2 separate regions of the Ovis aries genome follow, and region 2 is linked to region 1. Evidence: chromatin contacts called from public Hi-C data. All regions are on one chromosome and are shown on one strand. Each heading gives the region's core, a stretch centred on a gene start, on an enhancer-like site or on the middle of the called end of the contact. The rest is flanking DNA. Distances are from core to core; before and after follow the strand shown. Region 1 has its middle 99 kb from the start of MAP3K7. Region 2 holds the start of BACH2 (BTB domain and CNC homolog 2).

Evidence for each region. Hi-C and Micro-C count contacts between places; a contact is called where the count stands out from the background.
Region 2: a contact with region 1 is called in a Hi-C map of hypothalamus, with 4 times the contacts expected there. The contact joins the promoter of BACH2 here to the enhancer-like site in region 1. A contact is called at or near these places in 9 of 16 Hi-C or Micro-C datasets (blood, hypothalamus, liver and 4 more).

What each region holds. Positions count from the first base shown.
Region 1 is chr8:47,130,859-47,136,023 of ARS-UI_Ramb_v3.0, forward strand. No RefSeq gene overlaps it. Among named protein-coding and RNA genes, the nearest start is that of MAP3K7, 99 kb to the left of the region's middle. Within about 2 kb of position 2,538, at least 4 of the 54 cell types and tissues checked have an H3K27ac peak or open chromatin away from gene starts, as enhancers often do.
Region 2 is chr8:47,317,887-47,323,051 of ARS-UI_Ramb_v3.0, forward strand. It overlaps BACH2 (BTB domain and CNC homolog 2), which reads left to right and starts at 2,178. Exons shown (of 7, transcript XM_060419566.1): 1 at 2,178-2,582.

The DNA of each region.
Region 1 (5,165 bases), core at 1,288-3,787:
TTTGTCTATCAGCACTACCTGATAGAAATTCTGTGATAATGGAAACTCCCACTTCTGAGCTTTGAACATGGTAGCCATTAGCCACAAGGGACCCCTGTGTGCTCATGTGTTCTCTCACTCAGTCCTGTCCGACTCACTGCAGTCCCATGGACTGCAGCCCCCCAGCCTCCTCGGTCCATGGAATTTTCCAGGCAAGAATACTGGAGTGGGTTACCATTTCCTTCTCCAGAAGATCTTCCTGACCCAAGAGTCAAACCCACATCTCCTGTGTCTTCTGCATTGGCAAGCAATTTCTTTACTTGTAGCACCACCTGGGAGGGCTTCCCCAATGCCTCAGCTGGTAAAGAATCCTCTAGGTAATGCAGCAGACACAGGAGATGTGGGTTTGATCCCGTCAAGAAGATCCCCTGGAGGAGGTAATGGCAACCCACTCCAGTATTCTTGCCTGAAAAATCCCATGGACAGAGAAGCCTGACAGGCTAAAGCCCAAGGGTCTTGCAAGAATCAGACATGACTGAGCGACTAAGCTCGAAAAGCGGCCATTAAGCCCTTGAAATATGGCTAGTGGCTGTGAGAAATGATCTTTTTAAATTTATTATTTAATTTTAATTAGTTTCAATTTAGATAGCCACATGTGGCCAGTGGCTGCTGTGCTGGGCAAAGAAGGTCAATGATCTCTTCATTCTGTTCCATCATTAAAGCTCTGATGCTACTGCTGCCAAGTCGATTCAGTCGTGTCCGACTCTGTGCGACCCCACAGACGGCAGCCCACCAGGATCCCCCATCCCTGGGATTCTCCAGGCAAGGACACTGGAATGGGTTGCCATTTCCTTCTGCGATGCATGAAAGTGAAAAGTGAAAGTGAAGTCACTCAGTCGTGTCCGACTCTTAGCGACCCCATGGACTGCAGCCTACCAGGCTCCTCCATCCATGGGATTTTCCAGGCAAGAGTGCTGGAGTGGGGTGCCATCACCTTCTCCGCATTAAAGCTCTGTATAAAATAAAATCTAAAGCTGGCAATCTCTAGCTTGTATGGTAGTAGAGTGGTGAGAAAGACGGGGGAGTAGATGGGAGCTAGTAATGACCCTTATATCCAGCCACATGGAAAACCACAAGCTCCCAGAGATTAAATACAGAATGAATCTTTGCTTTTAAGGTGGAGGATTGTGTAAGAAGGGACTTTATCTATTGCCAGTGGAGTTTGGGCCAAGGAAGCCAGTTAAACGTTCCTATGTAGATAGTTCCTATACACAGAGCTGGTGTGGTGTGAGCATCTGCTAAAATACTAACAAGTAAGCAGGGACGAGTCTGCAGAACCCTTTGCCTGCAGAGGCTCATGGTACACTTGCTCCTTCCTCCTGCTGCCTATCAGTAAAGATCTTCTGCCCAACTATGAGAAACACATTACCCGGAAACATGTCTTAGCGCTGCTGGGGAATGACCTTCTATTCATATTAAAGATGTTTGAACAGACTAAACTTCTTTACTAAAATCCATTCAGCAAACAGGGATGGAACCTGGGCTGCAGAAACACAAAACATAAGATAGGTGTGAAATCTAGCCTGTGACCTTCAGGCAAGGACTATCCAGGGAATGAGTGAGAATTCACTGTCCTGGACTACTAGTTAAAGACAACAAGCTATTATGGAAAGTTTACAAACAAGCTTAGATTTTTAAAACATGTTTGCATATTTCTAAATATCCCCTATGAGCACTAAACACTTGAAGATGGTTGGATGGCATCATTGATTCGACTGACGTGAGTTTGAGCTAACTCCGGGAGATGGTGAAGGACAGGGAAGTCTGGCGTTCTGCAGTCCATGGGGTCACAAAGAGTCTGATAGGACTGAACGAATGAACAAGCGTGGGCTTTGAGGGCTAGAAGCAGAATCCTGGGGAAGAGGGAACAAGATGCTATTAATAGAAAGGGAAGAAAACCATACAATTTATAAAGGAGCTTCATACTCAAACCTCAGTCACCTAAACCCTGCATATTGTTAGCTTCCATTTTTCTAAGAGAAAATGGGAGATTTTAGGCATTTCCCCGAAGTGGAACAGTGAGCTAGTGACTCGAGTGAGCCTTTAGACTCCTAGGCAGGGGTTTTTGTCCCTACCGTGAATCTCACAGCATTTCATTGCTTTAGGGGAGTGATCAAATCAAATCAAACTGCATTATGTAACTAGGTTGTAAATCTGTGAATAAAATGTTCATATTATAAAATTTCTGTGAGGACGATGTTGGGTCTCGGTAATCATGACACAGGTGGGTCTGTCTGACTGTGAGGTCCCGAATCCTTCCCAGACTGTCTTGCTTTTGATAACCAGGAGGTGGCAGTGCAAGCACAGCCTTCCAGGGCCTTCTTATCATGGACGACCCAGGGTGGTGACAAGCGAAGTTTCCTACGCCAGTCTAGGGTGAATCATTCCGCAGCTCTAGGGTCGTGGTATCGGTTTCAGTGTGTCTGCTTATCTGGAGTTTTCTCTGTGCTCTCCAGTCTCACCAGAGGCTGCTCTATTTGCGTAGAGATACCTGCTGTGGGATCTTCTACTGAATTATGTAGAATTAGTGAATGAGGGAGACGCTTAACGGGGCTGTCCGCCCTTTGAATGCCAAGTAATTGTCATCCTTCTGAGTAAGCAGGGCTGCCTAGGATCCTAGAAGGAAAATTCCAGGTCTCCTTCTCTGTGTCCCGAAACCAATTCTCAGGCTATGTAGCATCTTGGTCGCTTTCCGTTGCGACTGGTTACAGAGTAAGTGCCATTAATAATAGGAAATTGGAGATTCGGAGGTGCTGAGCTTATTTCTCCCAAAATACAGTAAATATTCTCATTGCAAAGAAAGGTATCTTTGGGGGGGTGACCCAGCCTGCCTGCTTCTAGAAAGGAGCATCCTGCACAAAAATTAATTATGCTATTAATGTTAGTTAATAGGGAGTTCCCTGGTGCTCCAGTGGTTAAGACTTTGCCTTCCAAGGAAAGGAGTTCAGGTTCAATTCCTGGTTGAGGAGCTAAGATCCCACATGCCTGGTGTCCAAGAAACCAAACCATAAAACAAAAGCAATATTGTAACAAATTCAGTAAAGACTTTAAAAATTGTCCATATCAAATCTAAAAAAAAAAAAAAATAGTTACTGCATATGGGAGAAGGCAATGGCACCCCACTCCAGTACTCTTGCCTGGAAAATCCCATGGACAGAGGAGCTTGGAAGGCTGCAGTCCATGGGGTCGCTAAGAGTCGGACACGACTGAGAGACTTCACTTTCACTTTTCACTTTCATGCATTGGAGAAGGAAATGGCAACCCACTCCAGTGTTCTTGCCTAGAGAATCCCAGGGACGGGGGAGCCTGGGGGGCTGCCGTCTATGGTGTCACACAGAATCGAACACGACTGAAGTGACTTAGCAGTAGCAGCAGCATTGAACTCACAGAAAGTTCTGTGTATACACTTCCTATAGGTTACCTCCTTTACTCTGACAATGGCTAACAGAGGCAAATGTTAACATGATCCCGATCTTCCAATGAAGAGACTGAGAAATTATTTACGCAAGCCATGGAATTTGAGTGAAGGTCTCTGATTGAAAAAACCTAACATTTGTGTCCATCTGTGAGTAGTTAGCAGGTTTCCCTGGTAGCTCAGAGGTCAATGTTCTTGCCTGGAGAATCCCAGGGACAGGGGAGCCTGGTGGGCTGCCATCTATGGGGTCACAGAGTCGGACACGACTGAAGTGACTTAGCAGCAGCAGCAGCAGCAGCAGGAGATATGGGTTTGATCCCTGGGTCAGGAAGATCTCCTGGAGAAGGAAATGACAACCTACTCTAGTATTCTTGCCTGGAGAGTCCCATGGACAGAGGAGCCTGACAGGCTGCAGTCCATGGAGCTGCAAAAGAGTCGTACACAACTTGGCGACTAAACAACCAACAATAAACAGATGTGAGTGCTTATCATGTCCTTGAACTATGTATAGGGTCTCACTTCACATCTGTCACACAAGCGGACTCACAGGTGAGGCCCCATGTTCTAGTGCAGATCCTTCGGAGTAGAGCAAGATGCCAAGATGCCCACCAGCTGGGATGGGCAGGAAGTCCGCACAGGCCTGGCTTAGCTGAGGTTCAGCTGGACAGGCCCACCCCTAAGGTGAGATTGGCCTGGTACAGGCAAAGACAGAGGCGGTCTAGACTATCAGGCAAATGGCTGGACAGCGCTTAAGCCAGCACCGGTGCAAGCACACGAGCTCCCTGGCGTGTCTGTCTGGAGATGAGACAGGGCAAAATCCTGACTTCACTCAGAAATGGCACGCTTTCCTCTAGGTTTATTTCCTAAAGTCTTGATCATGATGACTCTTTCACTGGTTTGCATGAAAATGAGCACTCAAGGACAATGTGGTGAGTTTTTTTTTTTTAATCAACATTTATTACAGAGAAGATAACCCCTAATTTTGAGATTCTGCCCTTCCTGTTTATGGTTAAAATGTTTCTCTTAGGAAGACATGGAAGTTGATTTATATCTTAATAATGTTCCCTCGAAAAATAAAAACTTGACATACCTACAGAGTACTCCTCTTTTCTTCTTCTTTATAAAAAAGTTGCAGATTAAAATCTAGAACTCCATCTCTGGGTGGTCCTCAAACTTTTCCTCCCCTGAGCAAGTTAGGAGTATTTCATATACTGCCATCTAGTGGTCAGCCTCTGTCACACTCGCTGACTCTCTGAGAAAATAAAGTGTGTGGAACACAAGGGGTGGGTGTGTGTGTGTGTGTGTGTGTGTGTGTGTGTGTGTGTGTGTGTGTGTGTGTAAACTCAGGTGCCAACAAGCAGAGATGTGTTAGCATGGAAAAATGCAGGTTTTGAAAACTGTGTAGAAAGAATCAGAGTGAACAGACCTCCTACTCCAAATCCATGTGGGCAGAATTGAAAGCAGGTGTGTGGGATTAGCACGCTGTATTTTTTCCAACATCCACCACCCAAAGGGCAGCCGCACAGAATCGTTCATGCTCAGGAGCGCGATCAGCTAATGGGACGTGAGACGGTGTAGAGAAGAAGGTTTCAAGACGAAACTTGAACCAAATGTGTTCACGGTGTAACTCATACCCTTTGAATAACAGAGGTATCACTTCCAACTCTGGGAGGACCCCTCAACCTTTCCAAAATGGGTGAGTATAGATTTT
Region 2 (5,165 bases), core at 928-3,427, 190 kb after region 1:
TATGCTTTACAGGCTTTAATTCAAATTACCCACTTCTGACTTTGAAAATGAAATAGCTAACTGCCTACCAGACTTCCAGCTCCTCCAGGGCAGAGATTTTGTCTGACAGAAGCCCATGATTGCAGTCCCAGACATGACTTAGAGGTCAATTCTTTCTAATTCCACCTCCCTGAATAACTAAATGAAACAACCTATAATAGTTGCACCTCTAATTGCTGTCCCGTCCCATACTTGAGAATTTCAAACTAAGAAAGCTCCCCTTCTGAGTCTTTGGCAAATAGGCTAATTGGAATGACCTAATAGCCTTTCTTGTATCCATATCCAACCTGGACCAGAAACACGGTGGCAAGATCCGTTTCCACCAGCCACTCCGCCCCAACCCCACCCTCTCACCACAACCTATGCCAACCTCCACCCTCAACAATCTACTCTGATGCACCCAACTCCATTCACAGCTGGGTGGCCACAATTTGTTTTCAAAACAAATTAATCTACTCCACCCTCCTAGCGATCTTCTCAAGCCTGGCACTTAGGAGAAAACATTGCTTGGTTCTACTAAAAAGCAAAGTTATCACATTGACACTCACATGCTTACAAGAAGGAGGAATGCAGAAACATCACTGTTCAGAAGACTATAAGAAATGGCCCCGCCAAGGCAGATCATCAGAATTCTGTCCTGACCCTGAGGCCAGGTAGGAACCTCTCAGATGCCAGGATATTTTGTCAAAAGGAGCACAAGATTCATCGAATCAGGGGACTGAGGGCTGCTCCTACCCCTGGGACTGCTGTTCATCCGAAAAGTAGAGATGCTAGCAGAGGAAGATACCCAGTGTGGGTCTCGACCTATTCCAGGAGGCTCTGCAATGCTGCTAGAAAAATTACCTTGGCCCCTTCCGCTTCCTTGCAGCCATTGGTTAGCTTTCCACGCAGACGTTCAAAATGGGGCCTTTGAAAACTCTGCCCTCAAACGAAGGTGGTTCAGAGCAACACTTTGGCTGATATCACAAGACTCCCAGGGCAGCGCTTCGCTGCTTCCTCAGCATATGCCAGTGCCCATTTTACAGGGGCGATTTATGGTCCTTCTCTCAGTAGAGCGAGCCAAAGTTTTATAATCTTCATTAAAAATCAGCACCACATGTAATAATACAGAATACTGCCTGTACACAAGGGGGCCAAGTTATAGGTGTTCAGGGAAACGTGGCAGAATTTCTTGGCCTTCGCAGGCGTAAAGTTGCAGGCACCAGCACTATACTAACACAACCTCCTTTTATTGCAAATGTTCCTTCAGTCGAAGTCCTAATTACTTTCTGTAAAACCCTAACCACCATCAAGCTTTCTTCCGACAGGGCAGCCGCGCGATGGCCTTCAAGTGCAGCAGCAACACCCTGGCGGCCTCTCGAGTGGGCTGCGGGGGAGGGGGCTGGAACCCAGCAGGACTGGGGCAGCAGCTGCGAGGTAGGCTCTTGGGTGAGCTTCGCAATCGCACGCGCCCCTTTTCAAACCCTGGCGTGTGGACTTAGAGGCCACCTCGGTGGGACAGGCGGAGGCCCTCCTGGAAAGGATTCAAAAGTCAGTATCAACGTTAGGTCAGAGGCTACTCTTTCTCACCCCGTCTGCTCCCAACAGGGGGACCGGTCAGCTTTGAGGGGCCCGCAGAGCATCTTTTCCTGCCCCTTCTTGGGAAACCGCTAGGCAAGCCCGGAAACCCAGGTCTCGAGGTCCCACTCCCCTTCCAGGGTCTAGTGCCCCGGCTCTGCCCGCTCCCCACGTGACACACCAGCCATCACCTCTCCAACCACCCCTCTCGCCCCCAGTCCTGGCCTTTCAAGGCCCCTGGGCGAGTCGCCGGCCAGGCCGGACCGACCAGGCGGCTAGGAGAGCCAGGAGCAAGGGGCTCTCCAGGCCGCGCGGCCGCACAAAGCGGGGAGAGCAGCAGCGGCGGCGGCGTGAGGCGCGCCCCCTCCCGCGAGTAGGCCGAGCGCGCGCCCGCCCCCTGTCCCTCCGCCCTAGCCCCCGGAGCGCCATTCGCGGAGCGGCTTACGCTAGTCGCCGGGCGTACGGCGCCCCAGCGGCCGGGGAGGTGCGCTGCCCGGCTCCCGTAAAGTTATTGTGAATGGGGAACGGGTGACGTCAGCGCCGAATGTCAACAATGTAGCGATTGAGAGTGTGGGCGTTCCGGGGAGAGCGCGAGCCGCGCGGCGAGGAGCAAACAGCGCCGAGCAGCCGCCGCCTCGCCAGCAGCAGCAGCAGCAGCGGCAGCAGCGGCAGCGGCGACCGTGCACGCCCGGGCTGCGGTCGCAGCAGCGCTAAAGCCAGCGCCCGCCGCCGCCCTCGCCACCGCGCCTGCCCACTCCCGCGGCCGCCGGGCTCTCGCTTTCTCCCCGGCCTCCCCTCGACCCTTCCCCTCCCCCTTCCCGCCACTCTCGGGGGGCTGGGGACGAGCTGCCATGTGATGCGCCTCCCCTCGGTGAGCCTTCGGTGACCCCCACCCCTCCCCGATCCGCCGACCGCCGGGAGGGGGCTGCGGGCTGGGAGGACGCGGGCAAGAGGAGACGGAAAAGAACGCAAAGTTCTCTGGCGAGGTGAGTCCGTGGCCCGCGAGTCCCGGGCCCCCGCGGCGGGGCAAGTTGGCCGGGGAGGGGGCGCGGGGGGAGCGGGCTTGCGGGACTGGCGGGGAGGCGTGAGGAAGCGGCGCGGGAAGGGAGCCGCGGCTGCGGGGTGCGCACGCAGCCGCCAGCCGAGCGCCCTGCCCGCTTTGATGGCATTTTCTAGGAACGGGAAGGGGGTGGGAGCTGAGCAGGCGGACGCGCGGCTGCGGCCGTGCGCTCTGTCGCCCGGCTGTTTACGGCGGGCGAGGAGGCATTGTATTTTGCTCGCGTCGACGGGTGTTTTGGAACAGCAGGGGGAGGAGGAGCAGAGGGTAATAAGTCAGGCGTGGGGCGGGCGGGCTGGAGGGAGGCGCGCGTCCGCGCGACCGGAGCAGCTGTCAGACCCACGGCCCTGCACTCGGGCCCCCAGCCCGCGATCGCGGTGCCAGGCCGGGCGGCCTCCTCCCAGCTCGCGGCGTCCGCGACCCGGGCTGCTCCGCGAAGCTTTGCGCTCGGCTGTCAGTCGCCGCCGGGTAGCTGAGACTACAGCGACTGGCGAGGTATCAAAGCCCAAGTTTAGGGTCCCGGGAAGAGGCAGCCCGGGGACTCTCGGCGCAGACCTCGGGCTGCGCGCTGGGTACGATCGCTATTAGCCAAGGACCAGGTCATTGGCATGAGTCCCGGGGAGCTCGAGCCGAAAGGCTCGTGCCTTCAGACAGAAAAATCTTGCACCTTCCTCTTCCACGATTCTGCATGAAATCAAAGTGCAACACACACCCCCTCTTCTCCCTGCCTGCACTTCAGTCTGCAAACCCCTTTTGGGCTCCACCTAGGAGAGTTTATCCAGGGGACACCGCTCCACCGCCCCCTCGCCGAGGCGCCCTGTAGGGTCTCGCAGTTTTTCTCCTCTCACCCGGTGAGTGCTCAGGAGCCGAGCACCCATGGAGAGGGAGGCGGGCGGCGCTCCTTGGACTACCCTAGCTGCCCGCGAGAAGGGACTCGAGTGAGCACCTCGGCGACCTCGGTTTGGCCGGGGATTTGCAAGAATTCGGACCGTGGGAGGAAGCGGACAGGGCCGGGTGTGTGCGTGTGAAAGGGACCGCGCACCGCAGGCTTCCAGGGTCGTGGGCGCGCGAGGTATCTGCAGCACCGTCTCGCATGTAGGCGAGTTTGATAACTTGGGGGGAAGTTCCCGCACCGCCGTCAGATGGTTTTTGTCTGTGGCCGGGGAAGGAGCGCTTCGCAATTTGCCTGTCTGGTCACCGTCGTCTCGATGACCCGTGACCCCTGCGAAACAGGAGGGACGAGGGCGCCCAACTCCGGGCAGAGCTGCGCACTCTCGGCCGCCTGGCGAAGGGAGCGGCGGGACGCAGCGTTCCTCGGCTTTCACCTTCGCGGTCTAGTGCTGCAGTCTCTCACTCCCGGTGTAAATTTCATCTGTTGAGTGTATTTAACTAAAATGAGTAATTACTTTAGATAAAAATCCTTTCCTGCCTAGTGGGAACCTTGGCGGAGATGATGCCTAATGAGATATTTTGCTTTTGTCTGTTTAGAGTAAAATTAGAGATGTTAACTCTGATAACGGTTTTCTCAGATCATTAAAATGTAACATGTAGGAAAGGCATGTTGAGCTGCGAAGGCTCTGGCTGACATGAAAGAAGCTGTGCGGGGAAAGGCTGCCACTCGGTTGGTGGAGGGGCTATTTTGGTAAGGCAGCGGTGTCTCGCTTACAATGTGAGATTGCCCCACCCTGGTGCTCCGGCAGCTCGCAGCTTGTGAGTAAACGGCGGTTTTCATTCTTACAGGTAATAATAAATGTGAGTCAAAATGACATCTTGTTAGAATTAGCCTTCAGTCTGTAAGAGAGATGGCTAAATAACAGTGTTGCATTCAAACTGCTCTCGTAAAAGGCCTGTCAGCATTTCCGTTATAAATGCAGTTTTTCAGGAGTTTATAATTTCACCACAAAACTTTTGAGTGGCTGAAATGTTTAGTGTTCTGCTTTTAAAAAAAAATGCGATAATTGCCCACTTCCATCCTGTTTGCTGTTCCTGAAACTTGAATATCATTCAGATGAGCGTCCCAGAAACAGAAAACACAACCGTGGAATAGAGAAGTTTTGTTAGAATATACTTTATTTGTGCCGAGTAATATTTTCTTTTTGGATTTTGGAAGGCTTTACGTTTGCCATTTGGTAATCATTAATGTGTTAATTCTGGTATCTGTCAGTTCTGCAGGTGGATTGAAATGTCAGTTCGTGTTGTATATGCCAGGATTACATGGAAGAGCATTCTCCTCATATATGTGTCTGTGAGCTCATAGCTAAATTATATGCACATCTGTTAGTTACTTATCAGTTCTTTGTATGTTGCAGGCGAAGATCTGCAATAAAGGAGAAGTAAGGCAGAAAGAAAGGGAGGGAGTCAGGGACCCCCTTTTCCCCACCCCCATAACTTTTCAGCATTTCTAGTGCCTGAGAGAAAGCCATTCATTTTCTTTCTTTTGAATTATGCCTTTGACTCAGTGTCTTCAGGCCAGTCCCTTTCAGTCACTCACCTCTGGCTGCAGTGTGATGAG